2 separate regions of the Rattus norvegicus genome follow, and region 2 is linked to region 1. The links are chromatin contacts, called in public Hi-C maps. All regions are on one chromosome and are shown on one strand. Each heading gives the region's core, a stretch centred on a gene start, on an enhancer-like site or on the middle of the called end of the contact. The rest is flanking DNA. Distances are from core to core; before and after follow the strand shown.

What was found. A called contact is a pair of places that touch in the nucleus more often than the background predicts.
Region 2: a Hi-C map of the A7r5 cell line shows a contact between it and region 1, with 2.4 times the contacts expected there. The contact joins two enhancer-like sites. A contact is called at or near these places in 4 of 12 Hi-C or Micro-C datasets (the A7r5 cell line, Schwann cells, hepatocytes and 1 more).

What each region holds. Positions count from the first base shown.
Region 1 is chr17:17,667,054-17,671,327 of GRCr8, reverse strand. All of the region lies in intron 2 of Rnf144b (ring finger protein 144B), which reads left to right. Among named protein-coding and RNA genes, the nearest start is that of Rnf144b, 100 kb to the left of the region's middle. Within about 2 kb of position 1,812, at least 8 of the 93 cell types and tissues checked have an H3K27ac peak or open chromatin away from gene starts, as enhancers often do. A contact at or near this core is called in the A7r5 cell line, where this site is marked.
Region 2 is chr17:17,740,215-17,745,091 of GRCr8, reverse strand. The region is part of intron 1 of Rnf144b (ring finger protein 144B); the gene reads left to right. Among named protein-coding and RNA genes, the nearest start is that of Rnf144b, 26 kb to the left of the region's middle. Within about 2 kb of position 3,366, at least 2 of the 93 cell types and tissues checked have an H3K27ac peak or open chromatin away from gene starts, as enhancers often do. A contact at or near this core is called in the A7r5 cell line, where this site is marked.

The DNA.
Region 1 (4,274 bases), core at 563-3,062:
GGGGCAGAAGGAAAGCCCCTGAGGTCCCCGGGAGAGTTCTTGAGTCACCTGTGTGGGAAACAGGAATCCACCGTGAGAGGCGTTCGCTCTGGGGGAGTGTTCTTCCAGTTTCTCATCGCTTGTAGTGAGGGTTGGAGCAGTTATCCTCGTCTCTAGATGTAGGTATTTTGTGATCGCTTGAGATGAAGCATCTGATTGTTCGCCATCAGTGGGAACCAGACACACTTCTGAGTGGAGCCCAGATTTAGTTTACCACATTGACTGTTCAGACTTCCGAGGTGGACCTCGGTACCCCCTTTCCAGAAAAAGTAAGCAGAACCTCTTTAAAGTATTTAAGGCTATTTAAATTAAAAGCGCTTCAGTGTTGTATATGTAGTTTCCCCTTTAAGCTTCCTTCCCCCCTTTGCCTGGAACTGGCTCATGCTTATTTCCATGGTGGATAGCGATGGAGAGGACGCCTCTCTCTGAGGTTCATTTCAGTTACCATGGCCAAGCCACACACAGGGCAGTGACAGGCATAACTGCATCTCCCAGAGTGATACTTAGGGTGGGCGCGGGGTGGGGGCGGGGTCAGATGGTGCAGGACACAGGGTTCTCAGCACGACTGCACCTTACCATCACCCCAGATTTAAAATCTCAGGGACCAGATTAGCAAGGCGGCAGAAGACAAGAACCATGTACAAAGGTCAACAGCATTTCTTCATCCTATCAAGGATTGATATAATGGAATTGTGAAAGAAACTCCATTTACAATCATTTCCAAAGGACCAAAAGACCGAGGAATGGATGAAGATATGTGAAGCATATACTCTGGAAAATACGCGTTCTTGGTAAGAGAGGCCAAATGAACGGAGAGGCACTTGATCTGAACACTCAATGCTGTTCATGCGGCCACTCGAGCTATAAACAAACAACTAGAACAACGCAGAGAATCTCAGAAAAGAAAAACAAAGTCAGGGAGCACACCTCCAGGTTACAGAACTCACTACAAAGCTACAACCATCAAAGCAGGGTGATAATGCTCACAGGGGGATTCAGAGTCCGGTGGGTGTGTCTGAGCGTGGCCTTGTCTGTCCTCGGATCCCACAGAAGACAAGGTAAAGGTCTTCTATCCGGGAAGGCCTTTCTCACAAGGTAGAATGGATAGACGCTCTGGGAGGCAGTGAACAGTACAGCCAAGAACACACACACACACACACACACACACACACACACACACACACACACACATACACACGAACACAATACATCATCTGCCACCCATCAGTCTGACTGTCTTTCTCCCAGTCATCTATATATTACCTGTCTACCTGTCATCAGTTATCTATCATCTACCTGTCATCTGTAATCCGTTAATCCTCTATCATTAACGTTAATGACATCAATAACCTATCATCTATCAATTTCTACCAACTGTCTATTATCTGTAATCTAGCCAGCTAGCCATCACTGTGCATCGTCTGTGTATCTACGACTGCTTTGTCTACTCCCATAGTTGGCTCTTAGGCGGGTACTTGGCAAGCAAACTCTTTGCCATGCCTCTATGGCCAGGGAAAACACCTTATGAAGAACGCCATGTCCTTTGATACAGCGTGAGCACCAACCCTGGAAAAAACTCTTCCTTGAAAAATTCCATTGACATAAGTCACGGGACAAGCTGGAAGGAACAATACAAATCACCTGGCTCCCCATGTGCTCGGTGGCTAAACGCTCGACCACATCCTATCGGAATCCTTGAGGGCTGTGCAGCGAGCTGGAAGAGTAGTCTCTGATATTATTTATGACCCATGTGGTCTTTAAAGTATTTGTCTCTGCTCTGTCAAGCCATGTATGTGAAAGGGAACTGCACAAAAGAAACAATTCTCCCTTTCAGTGAGTCATACAGGCTTTTGAAATGCTGTTTATGAAACATCTCCTCGGACTTTGTTGACCGTGGAGAAAATTGCAAGATCTGCCATCTGCTCACGTTGAATGATCTGCACCTGTTAAAGGTGACAATGGCGGTGTTTTATGTGCTTCTTTTTTTTTTTTACCCCCCGGAGCTGGGGACCGAACCCAGGGCCTTGCGATTGCTAGGCAAGTGCTCTACCACTGAGCTAAATCCCCAGCCCCGTGTTTCTTTTTATACGTAAGCTAGGTGTCGTGTTTTTTCTTTTTCCATCAGAATTGCTCATTGTTCCCCTGTGTTTGGCTTGTCTGTTGTGGACAGTGGTTCTTGTAAAATGCTTTGGACTCTTCCGTGCCTCTCTAGCCTGTGGGAGCAATGAAGGGAGGGCTTGAGGTGATATTTTTTAGTTAAAGTGAACGGAAGATGTGACTACAAGGCACTTGGAAGATGTAAGAAGTAGCAATAAGGACTTCCTCTGCTTCTTGGAGAAGTGCGTGCCCACTCTGAGTTCCCAACTGCATAATGACCTACATGTACACACGCCCACCCCCAACAAGCCTTTCTTAGAGTAAAAGGAAGGAGTGTGCACACAGCTCTAACTTCTCTCCTAAAGTCGAGGCACGCCGTCTGTTTTGTAGACATGGGAATGCTTGTGTGAAAAGCTTTTAATTCATTACCTGATGTATTACGGACCTCGTATGAGCAAACGGAACATCTGCTCTAAACAGCCAATGGGGAACCTTAATATTTCACCTGTACAAATTTGCAGTGTAAGTTTAAGTAATTGTTTTGCCCATAAAGACACTCATGGTATCTCTCTAGTTACTATATACCATTAAGCGTTTTCTCTACCCCTGAAAAGTCCTCAGGAGAAGCTTGTCTGCCGGCTGGTGGGACATATGTGCTGGTTCGTACACTTTTTCTGTGCATTCAGTTTCTCTACCCCAGGTGTCTTAACTGGTTCCTTGCAGGGAGTCAGGGAAGTTTAAACATGATGAGAACTGGGTCCTGGGGTGGAGTCTTTCCCCCACCGACAGTGGGTGTCCACCTCAGCCGCTGTGCTCAGGTTATCAACGGCACCACTCTGTTTCCCTCATGCTCTTTTCCCTTGGGCCTGGAGAAGAACATGTATTTTTAGAGTCTGTTTACCTCAGTTTCTGTGAGTGGCATCTGGCAGAAGAGGGCCAAGACAATAATATTGGAAGCATGTGGCTGATGGGAGCCTGGGAAGACTCCAGAAACAGCCTGGTAGGCAGCCCTTTGCAGGGTCCCTTGGGACGACGCCCTTTGTGCGAGCCAGTGTATAGGCCCTCTGGGCTTTGCTGGTCAGAGATCTTTCCCCTATTGCCCCTGGGACTGAGTCACGCTTTACCACCGAAAATCTCAGGGCAAGTAATTGTTACCCATTTCTTGAACATGAAAGTAAAAGTTAATATTTAGTATCTACCACGAGGCCATTCACAGGGTAAGAGCGACTGGGGTGGAATCTGCTCCCCGGTGCCTGTTCTCTCTCTGTCATACTGTGTCGCAGGCAGGCTCTCATGCCTTCTCACTGCCATTAGAAAAATCTCTCCCGTGATTTTGCAGCGTACCACCGTACGGATTCAGCAAAGTTTCTCTGAATAGTTCACGATGGATGTTGAAGTTAGTTTCTGGGTTTTGTGTGACTGAAGACATTTATTCTTCGGGAGGGGAAGAGACTTCGGGAGAGAGACACAGCTGGCTTCGGTTGTTGGCCCTGGCTATCGAGTCATCAGTGTGTCCAGCAGTCTTTTCAACTAGAAAAACATATGCTTTTAAAGAGCTACAACAGCGACGCCGGGGCTTCATCTTCACGTGGAAAACATTAATTTCAAGAGGTCAATGGATGCCATAGATTTCACAATTCTGTGAAACACCCTGTCCACGGACCTTTATTCAATGGTTTATGTAATGATGCATGGCACTGCTTTATTTATTATTATTATTATTATTATTATTATTATTAATTTAATGTATGTGAATTCACGGTTACTGTCTTCACACACACCAGAAGGGGGCATCAGATCTCATTACAGATGGTTGCGAGCCACCATGTGGTTGCTGGGACTTGAACTCAGGACCCCTGGAAGAACAGACAGTGCTCTTAACCACTGTTTGGATCCTGTTTGGATAACTCAGTTGCAGGGCTCGGGAGTGAGTTCCATTCTACTCTCAGGCAAATGCACCAGAGTGATCCACAAATAAAACAGATTTGGGGATGCTGGAGAGACGGCTGAGTGGTTAAAAGCCCGTGTTATGCTTGCAGAGGATTGGGTTGGGTTCTGAGCACCCACATGGTAGTTCATAACCATCCGTAACTTTGGTTCCAGGGGACCCGACACCCACTTCTGACCTCTGGTGACAC
Region 2 (4,877 bases), core at 2,117-4,616, 72 kb before region 1:
ACTATGGATGCAATGTGACTAGCTACCTCAGGCTCTTTCTTCCTGGACTCCCCAAAATGATGGACTATGATTGGAATTATACCCTTTCTCCCATTGCTGCCTTTGTCAGTATTTAACTTAATCAGTTTTATGTGCATGTTTTGTCTGCGTGAATGTCTGTGCACCACTTGTATGCCTGGTGCCCTCAGAGATCAGAAGGCATTGATGGATCCCCTGAATTTATAGTTAATAAATGTAAATGGAGCAAGTAAAGGTAAACTTTGCTTTTAAAGTTAGTGTGTGTGTGTGTGTGTGTATGTGATGTGTGTCTGTGTGTGTGTATGTGTGTATGTGTCTGTGTGTATGTATATATGTGTGTATGTGTGTGTATGTGATGTGTGTATGTGTGTCTGTGTGTGTATGTTTGTGTCTGTGTGTGTATGTATATATATGTGCGTATGTGTGTATGTGTCTCTGTGTGTCTCTGTGTGTGTATGTGTGTGTATTATGTGTGTGTCTGTATGTGTGTGTGTCTGTGTGTCTGTGTGTATGTTTGTGTGTATTGTGTGGGTGTCTCTGTGTATATCTGTGTATATGTGTGTCTGTGTGTCTGTGTATGTCTGTGTGTGTGTATGTGTGTCTGTGTGTGTGTGTCTGTGCGTATATGTGTGTGTATTATGTGTGTGTCTGTGTGTCTGTGTACCTGTGTGTGTGTGTGTGTCTGTGTATGTGTATGTGTCTGTGTGTGTTTGTGTGTATTGTGTGGGTGTCTCTGTGTGTATCTGTGTGTCTGTGTGTGTGTATGTGTGTCTGTGTGTATGTATGTCTGTGTGTATATGTGTGTGTATTATGTGTGTATGTGTCTGTGTGTCTGTGTGTATATGTGTGTGTCTGTCTGTGTGTGTGTCTGTGTGTCTGTGTGTCTGTGTGTATATGTGTGTGTCTGTATGTGTGTGTGTCTGTGTGTATGTATGTCTGTGTGTATATGTGTGTGTATTATGTGTGTGTCTGTATGTGTGTGTGTGTGTGGGGGGGGGGCACCAGGGCCTTGCACATGCTAGGTGAGTGCTCTAACACATATTCCAGCCATATTCATAGCACATCACTCCAACCCACACAAAACACTTTATAGTTTGGAGGCAAGGTCTTGTTAAGTTGTCCAGACCAGTGTTTTACTCGCCCTGCAGCCCGGGCAAAGCTTAATCTTGCTGTCTTCCTTTCCCAGTCTCTTGGGATTACTGGTTGACACCACAAAACAATTTTAGAAAGCACCTTCCAGGAAATGGTATTTGCTTTAAAAGCTTAGGGTCCACACCCACCTCTTTGACCATTGGCCAAAACATAAACTCGGTGAAGTTGTATCTCTTTTCTTTTCTTTTCTTTTTTTTTTTCTTTTTTTCGGAGCTGGGCCTTGCGCTTGCTAGGCAAGTGCTCTACTGCTGAGCTAAATCCCCAACCCCCTCTTTTCTTTTTTTTTTTTTTTAAAGATTTACTTTATGTGTGTAGGGGGTTTTACCTGCCTGGATGTCTGCTCACCCTCTGAATTCCTGGTGCATATGGAGGTCAGGAAAAGGTACAGAATCCCCTGGAATTGGAGTCACAGACAATTGTGAGCATCCATGTGGGTGCTGGGAACTCAAACCGGGTCGTCTGGAGGAGCAGTCAGTGCTCGTAGGCTCTGACAGGCTTTTCTCCCGTCCCTCTATCTCTTTTCTTTACAATTCTTTCCTAATGATTCCAGTAAGCCGTCAGCATTTGACTAAGTCTCTCCTTAATTACACTGAGAAGATGTATGCTCTTCAGAAGAAACCGAAGACAGACACGCACACAGGAGTAACCCTCTAATAGCAAGCAGGAACCTCTAGCCTTGGGACTCCCAGGCTCACTTCATCTGATGGTGGGACGTTTTCACAGGCCTTAGAGCTACAGGACCTGAGTCCTGAGTCCTGGACCAATCATCTCCCAGCATTCCCTCTTTCCTACTTCAGTTCCTGTAATCTGTGGGGTCGGCATGACTCTGAGGTGACATGTATAGACGGGGCTTGCAAAGAACTGCCCTGTCTCCACAGATGTTTTTTAAAAATAGCTTTGGAACATGCAGAGAGCTCTGAACAGGGAGCCAGGGAGCTCTGTGCCTGGTCCTCGGGGTGGTTAACTTTTTGCCACTGTAACACATCCCTGAAGTGAAAACTTAGGTAGAAACAAGGTTTATTTGGGCTCATGGTTTCAGTCCATGGCTTTTGGGCTTGTGCTGAGGTCATGCGTCATATCAGGAACCCATGGCCAAACGTTTCCTAGCCAACAACAAAGCAGAGTGGAGAGGGAGCCTGGATAGCTCGCAGTGGCCTGTCATTGCAGTTTCCCGTGACCTAAGACCTGCTCTGCCCTGTCTCTTAAAGCATCCCCCGCCCCAGCACTACACTGAGGACCAAGCCTTCCACCCCTGGAGTCTGGGGACAGACACATCCACCGCCATTACCCTGATTTGCTGCCTCTCACCCTCAGTAACAATGGAGTCTCACTATACCAAGCCCACTCCCTCATCATAGAACCCTGCAAATTGAATCAGAACACTCCTTACGATATAAGGCTTTTGAAACAGGAGCTCTAAGCTCTAAGCCTGGCTGTCATGGAATTCACGATTGTAGACCAGGCTGGCCTCAAACTCACGGAGATCCGTCTGCCTCTGGCTCCAGAGTGTCAGAACTAGAGGTATGCGCCGCCATGCCTGGCTCGGACATGGGGTATTTTATGATTCCAAGAATTTAAATCATTTGCAAAGGAAACACCAGGACACACCCAGCATCGGTACCGTACAATATGCCAAGTTTGAACTAGGAGGTTAGGAGGTGGCTGTTTTAGGAGGATAGGAATTGGCCCTCCCAATGATTGGAGCTTTAGGACAGAAAATGAATGTGTTGGGCCTATGTGGCCAGGCCTTCAGAAAATCAGGGTGCTGGCTCAGACTGGTTCAAGTGGTGAAGATGCAGGGATTTGGGTGGGCTTGAAAGAGTGTTAACAGACACCTCCCACCCAGCTGGATTCGGTGTTGTCAGGATCTAAGGCCACAGGGATTGTCAGGGTCAGCAACTCCAGGGCTGCAAGTTACAAGAGAAGAAGGTCTTGGTGACAAGGACAATGAAGTCAGAGAGGACCCGATTACCCTCTGCCTCTACGCAGCGAGAGCGGTCAGCTTAAACTGTAAATCGGATGACTTCTCGCTGCACATTACATTTTCTTTAAGCCGCGTCTTGAAATTAAACTGCAGTCCCTTACCATGGGCTCTTGCACTCTGGAAGGAATTGATTCTTGCTTATCTCTCTAATTCCCTTCCCCATGGTTCCACCCCACCTCTTTCCAAGTCCCAGCCACTAGTCACAGCAGGGAGTTTGGAGCCACTAAGCTGCCAGGCATGCGAGCATGCACAGGGGCAGCCTCTCCCTCCCTCTTCTTCATGGGGTCGGCTGTCCGTCCGTCAGCTTTAATTCTGTAGTTTAACTTTCACTATTCTTTCAGGCAGGCTTTTTTTTTTTTTTTTTTTTGATTACTCTACCTAGAGTTCTGTTTATTTTCTTAACCACCTCCACAGTCTATAGTTAGCATGCTCACACCCACGACGGGACGAATGAGAGAGCCAATGAGATAACACCTACTCCCTTCCCCCTTCTCATATCCGAGCTCGACTTTGTAGCTTATTCATCTCTTCAAAGTAATATAATAACTTCTGGCCATGAAGCAGCGTCCGAGCTAAGGAAGCCATGTTCAAGTGTTCAAGGAAGAAAACGAAGACCAGAGAAAATCAGAACTAGGCTATTTTGCTAATACACATCATAAACATTGTATGTAACAATCGGGGTACTATATGGCTGTTTAATGAGTGTTTATATTACAATCTAAATCAGGTTAAATGTTAGTGCACTCAGTCATCATTTCCGGTTTTAACGGTTTATTTGACTTCTATCGATATGACTGTATTTGCGCATGCACACAAGTTTGGAGGTGCCTGGGGAGGGAGGCCAGGAGAGGGCATTAGATCCCCTGGAACTGGAGTTCTGAGCGGTTACTAGTTTTCTGACATGAGTGCTTGGACCCAAACTCCAGTCCTCTGTGAGAGCAGCAAGTGTTCTTAACCTCCAAGCCATTTCCCCAGCCTCCAGATCTCCCATTTCCTCACAGCTTGAGACACATCCTTTACCGGCAGTGGCTCTCTGGTGTTGAACCTTCCTAGAACAGCTCACTTCTGTTACCGGAGCTATCACTTCCTCCTTGCCGAAGTGTTTCAGTGAATAGTAACAATATGTAACTAACTATACAAGGTTTATACCAAAAATAAATGCTCCATTATGCCTGGATTATGGTACACTAGCCCCTTTCCTAGCTGACTTTCCTCTCCATTTTGTGACACACTTGTATCTACTTGGGTCTATATCCCTCCCCTCTCCAAGTTGCCTTCATTCAGCCCGCACAGCATTTTATAATGTGAGAACAGTCTGGCTCACTCACTGGAGAGTTTTGAAAGCTGGTTCTTCACTTTAAAAGGCAGTTGAGAGCAATAGCTATCTTTCCCAAACCTAAAACAAGTGGCTCGTCCCTCAGAAGGCCTTTGGACAGCAGAGTCTACATCCCGCTAGGAAGTCTCACATCCTCTTGATCTGTGCTGCTCTCCCCAGACTTTGCGCTAGGCTAGCCCTCCCCTGCACAGACCCACACTTATCTGGCATAAGTAACTGTCGACCTGGTCTTTCACCGACAGCACTGCAGAGCGGGCATCCGAGGAAGCCTCGGGGTGTGCATCGGAGGAAGCCCCTGCTATTTCTAAAACTTCTGAAGATCCACCCAGGATGGATCTGGGAATGTTTATCATTTTTGTGTGGGAGGGGACTGGGAGGATTGGGAGG